Regions from separate parts of the Mus musculus genome. Here region 2 is linked to region 1. The links are chromatin contacts, called in public promoter capture Hi-C maps. All regions are on one chromosome and are shown on one strand. Each heading gives the region's core, a stretch centred on a gene start, on an enhancer-like site or on the middle of the called end of the contact. The rest is flanking DNA. Distances are from core to core; before and after follow the strand shown.

Region 1 (3,484 bases), core at 564-3,063:
TGCTGAGCAATGTCATAGGAAAGAATAATCATTTTTAAATGTATGCTCTGACAGACCCTCAGTTGCCCAGCTTCCAGCTTTATTGAATGTCTGTTACTTTTCATTTGGAGCTTCAGGTACTGCATTTTGAATGAAGGGCCCTTGTGAAAAGTGTCTAGGGTCCACTACTGAGCATTATGTACTGTTACATGCAGCTATTGCTGTGTTACTTTCATATTTATATACTAGCAACTATTTCCTGTAGCCTAGCGTGTTTTTAAAAGATGTGGCCTTTGCCTTCTACTTCGAAGATTGTAAAATGGTATTAATTTTTAAATATCCTATGGACTAGATGTAGAATGTTTTGACAATTGATATTAAACCAGTTGTATATAGATGATAAAATTTAACTGTTTTCCCAAAAAACAAAAAACAAAGCAAAACACAAACAAACCATCTTGGAATAGTAAGTGGTTAAAGGTTGACAGTGATTTTGAGATAGATTATGTGGGCTCCGCCCATCTTCCATGTTCTCCAGAACAAGGTTTACACCTCAGGTTATAACGTGGTGATCCTTACTAGATTATTCTAAAAGATTTTAAAGAATTTAACACGTGACTACTAAATCCGAAGTATTCCCGTGATGAAGTCTAGATGTGGAATGGGTTTGGGGATTAGATTAAGTGAGGTAATCTACTTTAAAGAGACTGATAACCTGCTACCAAATAGGTATTTGTGTCTTTCCTAAAACTATATCCAGTGCTATATAATATTTTGTTATATAGCCTACCTCTCATTTCTTAAATTTCTTTTTGATTATGATTAAAGTTACTAGAATAGACATCACTTTTGGAAGATTAAAAATTCACTAATGGCTTTTAATAGTACCACATCCAGGCTTTTCTTTCCTATCAAATTTTCTTCTGACCTTTTATGATAGATCATTGATTGAACAATTTTTTAGTGTATGTACATTTTTGTCGTGGGCTTAAACTCACCATTTTGGTAGAAAATACCTAATAATGGAGTTTGAGGAAGTAAATGCAAGCAAAATGTGAGTGGCCATGGCCAGAGATTGGATTCAGGTTGGCACACCAAGTTGTGGAAGCAGTTGCAAGAACTATTATAGCCACAAAACAAAGACCATACATCAAATACATATACCACCTACGCTGATGAGGGCATTATGTACACAGCCTAGATAAAATTGGCTACATCTTGCCTGGCTTTCAGATGTTACAACATTATTTACTTTAAAATCGGTAAAGGGGGCAGGTGTTTGAGAGATGGTTCAGCAGTTATAAGAATGTACTGTTCTTTCAGAGGGCCTGAGTAGGTGGCTCTCAAGGGTGTGGTTTCCAGTTCCAGGGTTTGTGATGCCTGTGGCCTCTGCTGGAACCTGAGTGCTCATGCATATATCCACATACATGTAGTTAAATAAAATTTTAAGCAAAGCTTACAAGTTTCACCCAACCTCATGAGGTTAGACCAAAACCAGATTGAAGTTAATATTAAAAGAGCTACGCTTGAGGCAGTTTTGGCTTCCCATCTACAATAGTTTCTCCACAGCACGATGTTCTAGTCAGCCAAGGTTATCTTTAATAACACATAAGGCTCCTGATAGCCTCCACGGGCTCAGTTTTTGCTCAACTCCAAGTGGTAGATTGCTGATTCCAAAACACAGAAGCACACATACAGCCTACTTAATATCTAACGCTTAAGGGGAAGCAAGATTTCAGAAAAAGGGTGGCTGTTCAACAAGCCCTAGCTCCCAGGTCCTTGTGGTGACGCACAGAGGCAGGGAGGGACCCGGAGGATGTGTAGTGTGGGAGGGTTTGGGCTAACGGGGTGAGTCATTCCGGGCCACCTCGGCCTGGAGCCCTGCCCAACCGACCAGCCCGGGTCGTACCAGCGGGGCGGAGGCGGAGGCCGAGCGGCTGGGGAGCCCGTGCGCCCCGCGGTGTCGCGCGGAGCCTGCGACCATGGCTGGAAGCGAGCCCCGCGGAGCCGGCTCCCCGCCGCCCGCCAGCGACTGGGGCCGCCTGGAGGCAGCCATCCTGAGCGGCTGGAGGACCTTCTGGTATTCGGTGGCCAAGGAGCGGGCGACGCCGACGGCCTCCCGGAAGGAGGCGGCGGAGGAGACGAGCGCGCTGACGCGGCTGCCGGTGAGCCGAGGCCGCAGGCCGCGCACAGAGACCGCCGCAGGCCGGGGGCCTGGGCCGGCAGGGCAGCCACTTCCGGGTGTGTGCTCGCCTGGAAGTGAAGTGGCCAGGATTGCCTTGATGGTAACTCTTGGTATCCCCCTGCCAACCAAGGTCGCACTACAACACTCACTAATGACCAGCGAGATCACCCACAGGTTGTCAGTCATCCTATTTGGATGTCTGGAAATCTGATGAAGGAAGTGGGTTAGCTTGGAAGGCATTCCAGTGTCTTTCTTCTGCACATTTTAATCCCTAGTCAATGTATTCCAGTTAGGGGGGGGGGGGGGTCGCCTAGAGCAAGCAACTCTGACATATCCAAAGCAACAAAACTGCCACATAATTGAAACCAGTAAAGTTACAAGTACCTCAAGTTAGGTCAGGCTGCAAAGAGGATGCATGCAATTTAAAGTTTCAGAGAAAGATAAAATAAATAAATAAATAAATAAATAAATAAATAAATAAATAGATTATACATTGTTGATGACAATTCCTTTATCTCAGTTGGGTTATTAGTACATCCCACTGACATTCACTCTAAATGAAAGCCACAGGCTTAGGTTACCTCCAAGCTTCTCTCAGGTGTCCTCGGAACCTGATTAATACTCTATAGAGAGAAATTCAAATGACAGGTTCACATGCTTTCATTTGATCTAGTGATAAAATCAGAAAAACCGCCACTTTGTTTTTTTAGATTTATTTATTTATTTATTTTATGTATATGTGAGTACACTGTCACTGACACACCAGAAGAGGGCACTGGATCCAAATTACAGATGGTTGTGAGCCACCATGTGGTTGCTGGGAATAGAACTCAGGACCTCTGGAAGAGCAGCCAGTGCTCTTAACCTCTGAGCCATCTCTCCAGCTTGAAAAAAATCTCCACTTGACACTCATTTATTTTTGAAGAACAAATTAGTAACTGGTACATCAACATACTCATGGAAAGAAATGAAAGGAACTGGTTACTTTGCTTGAAAAATAGAAAGGCAGAGCTTGAGTTTGCAACATTTCAGGTGTGTTAGGGATGAAAATGTTTAGTTTTGAATTTTCTATTGGTGGAGGGATGTTAAGATAGACTTATGTATTTTAAAGAACCAGTCATTCAGGCGACCTTCAGTACAATGATTCTTTACTGATTAGGCCACCGCAAACAGTTGCCCCAGACAGATGACCTCTTTCTTTCATGCTGCTTGCCTCTCTTTCAGGTTGATGTGCAGTTGTATATCTTGTCGTTTCTTTCACCCCACGATCTGTGCCAGCTGGGAAGTACAGATCATTACTGGAACAAAACTATAAGAGAC
Region 2 (3,484 bases), core at 625-3,124, 1.5 Mb before region 1:
AGGGAAAAGCAAATGAGAATGACCTTGAGATTCCACCTTGCCCCAATCAGAATAGCTAATATCAAAAATTCAAATGACAGCATGGGCTGGCAAGAATGTGGAGAAAGAGGGCATTTCTCCATTGTTGGTGGGATTGCAAATTGCAACAACCACTCTGGAAATCAATCTGGTGTTTTCTCAAAAACTTGGAAATGGTTCTACCTAAAGATCCAGCTATTCCACTCCTGGACATATATCTAAAAGATGCTCCACCATACCACAAGGACACATGCTCCATTATGTTCATAACAGCCTTATTCATAATAGCCAGAAGCTGGAAACAATCCAGATGTCCCTTAATGGAAAAATGGATACAGAGAGTGTGGTTCATTTACACAATGGAATACTAATCAGCTATTAAAAACAAGACCATCAAGAATTTTTCAGGCAAGTGGATGGAACTAGAAAATATCATCCTGACTGAGGTAACCCAGACCCAAAAATATATGCATGGTATGTACTCACTACTAAGTGGATATTAGCCATAAAAAACAGGATACTCATGATACACCCACAGACCCAAAGAAGTTAAACAAGAAGACCCAAGTGAGGATGCTTGTATCCCACTTAGAAGGGAAACATAATAGTAAAGGGAGGCAAGGGGAGGGAGGAAAGTGGATGGGAGAGAGGAGCATGAGGGAAACAGGAGGACAGGATCAGGTGTGGCCAGAGACAAGAGTAAGGCCCAGAAGACCAGGATAATAAATGGAAATCTGCAGCTGCCAGAGATGGGGGGAGTGGATTTCTAGGCTGTCCCTGAGAACTGAGATAGGGGAGGCTCCCAGGAGTCAATGAGGGTAACCTAGTGGAGATGCCTATCAGTGGGGACATGGACCTGAAGACACTACCTCCTGTAGTCAGGAAGGACCCCAGTGGAGGGCTAAGGACACCAACCCACCCACAAAACTTTCAACCCAAAATGTGTCCTGTCTAAGAGAAATGCAGGGCCAAATGGAGCAGAGAATGAAGGAATGACCAACCAATAGCTGGTCCAACTTGAGACCCATCCCTTAGGCAAGCACCAATTCCTGACACTATTAATGATTCTCTGTTAAGCTTACAGACAGAAGCCTAGCATGACTGTCCTCTGAGAAGCTCCACCCAGCAGCTGACCAAAAAGATGCAGATAACCACTTCCAGGACCCTTATGGGATTGAAGGCCCTGAAGGGGATAGGAACCCTACTGAAAGACTAACTGTGTCAAAAATCCTGGACCCCTGGGAGCTCTCAGAGGCTGAGCCACCAAGCAAACACCATACCTGGGCTGGACCAAGGACCCCGGCACATATGTAGCAGAGGGCTGCTGCATACCTTGTCCTGTGTCAGTGGGAGAGGACAGGAGGAACTCCATGAAGGGAAGACCAGTAGGAGGGGCAGCAGCATTTGGGGTGTAAATAAATAAATAAATTTTTAAAAATTAACTGTAACTTACCCATTAAATCCCAGATGAAGTAGCTTGAAAAATAAAAACAAAATACCATGCTTTGCATTCTGTGTTGACTCTTCCTTCTTCTAGTGGCTGCCGCCTTAAGTAGGTTATCATGAATCTACCCCACAGTAGACAAGTTCCTGGAGCACCACTGCTCAGCCTCTATAGTGAATTCTTTCTTGTCTAAATATAGGGTTATATGACAGAGATTACACTAGAGAGAGAACAAAATCTTCAAACTTATGTATTAGACTCCCTGATTGGGTAGCCTACCATCTTTATCTGCATGAATCACTGCTCTAGGTTGGTCCTTCCCCATAGCTTTCATAAGTATCTGCAGCTCTAATTCCTCATACAAATTACCTTACCTCCCCTGATCCTCTGATCCAGTCCCTGATCCAGCTTCTAACACCTCCGTCCTAGAGATGTAAAAGCCATCTTCATCCCACCCTTTTCTAGCTACAATAGGAGGTGCTGTGGATTGGCAGCTCATGGCTTCCTATCCCAACTGGCTAGTCTCTCAATGAGAGGCCTTTTACATCCTGAGTTCTCTCTTCCCTTTTCTTTTTTTTTTTTTTTTCTGAGGGTGGAGAGTGGTCACATAGCTAGGCTCAATTCCTCAATTCTCACAAACCACTACCAATGTGGCTACAAGTACCTACATTCCTCAGTATTAAAAAAATAAATGCTAAAGAAACACTAAATTCCTTCACCTGCGGGATACAAAGAGCAGCTGTGAGCAGAGATGCTGGTGCTCACCAGATTGCAATCACTGCCACAGGAAAGTTGTGCATGCAGTATCATGGGACCAAAGCTCAGTGCCATGAACTACAACCCTCGAAAGCTTAAATATGCCTACCTCACAGGTGTAACCATGTTCACAGATGTAACCGGCTTCATCATGTAGAAGCACACTGCTCAAATACCTCTTGGGACAGAAAAGAATTTATGCAAGTTCTCACTCCCACCCAACTGGGGCCTCAGCCTTGTGAAAAAGCACCATGAACCTGGTCTTGGCATTTTTCTAAATACGTTTCCATTTTGAAATGATTTTTTAAAAAGCAGGAAGTAGCACTTTCACTTCTGCAGTGGGATTCCCTCCATGTCTCCCTAAAGACATAACATCACTGTGTTCCCTTTAAACGTCTCAGATTGGGCCAGTTTCTTACACAGATAACACATCGCTCCTGGCTAGGATCCACGAAATTTCATGTCGCCCACCTCACTTTTATTACTTAATAATTATCTTGGCAGACACCGATTCAACAGTCCTTGGAATGCTGGTGGGAAAGATCCATCACACTTAGTATTTCTCAAGAGGAAATTTGTCTAGTGGTTAAACTCAAGAATGACTCATAGAGATGCCAATTCAAACCCAGGCTGTGATTCACTCTGTGACCCTTGCCCTACGCTCTCCACCCTGGGTTTCTCAATATGTTGAGCTGCACATCTCCATTTGCTACCATAAATAATGAGCTATACTTAGAGATTATTTGCAAACTGACTAACATTGGGAGACCTAATATGTCCAAGGTAATGTGTCACCAACGTGAAAGCATAAGTCGATATTCATAAGAAGTCATTTTCTCAAGGTTAATCATGGACTGAAGAAAGAATGTGATCAAAGCCTTTGAGGACCAAGTCCTTCCAGTCATCTTTGCTCCTGACTTTCAGAGATGCATACACTGAAGCCCAGCCAGCTAAGCTTCCTACACAAAGCTTTGCTGTGCCCAAGTCTACACTACATGCTAGAAATGGAATACAGGCTACTCACAGGAACCACAGGTATAGTTTTCAATTTTCTAGTAAGGACAGGTTTTTTTTTTTTCATAGATTAAGATTAATTTCAGTAATACATTTTAACTTAACATGTTCAAAATACTCATCATTTCAGTATCTAATCAATGTTAGACTATTAATGAGCACCTTTTTTCTGCTGTTTTTTCCCCATATGCAGTCATCAGAACATGGTGAGCATCTTACACTTTGAGTATGTCACAGTCTATACTAGCCACA

What was found. Promoter capture Hi-C pulls out the DNA fragments that hold promoters and counts their contacts.
Region 2: a promoter capture Hi-C map of pre-B cells shows a contact between it and region 1, with 4 times the contacts expected there. The contact joins the promoter of 5430437J10Rik here to the promoter of Fbxo4 in region 1.

What each region holds. Positions count from the first base shown.
Region 1 is chr15:3,977,902-3,981,385 of GRCm38.p6, reverse strand. It overlaps Fbxo4 (F-box protein 4), which reads left to right and starts at 1,813. Exons shown (of 7, transcript NM_134099.2): 1 at 1,813-2,144; 2 at 3,389-3,484. The coding sequence starts at 1,962.
Region 2 is chr15:5,494,708-5,498,191 of GRCm38.p6, reverse strand. It overlaps 5430437J10Rik (RIKEN cDNA 5430437J10 gene), which reads right to left and starts at 1,874. Exons shown (of 5, transcript NR_045274.2): 1 at 1,837-1,874.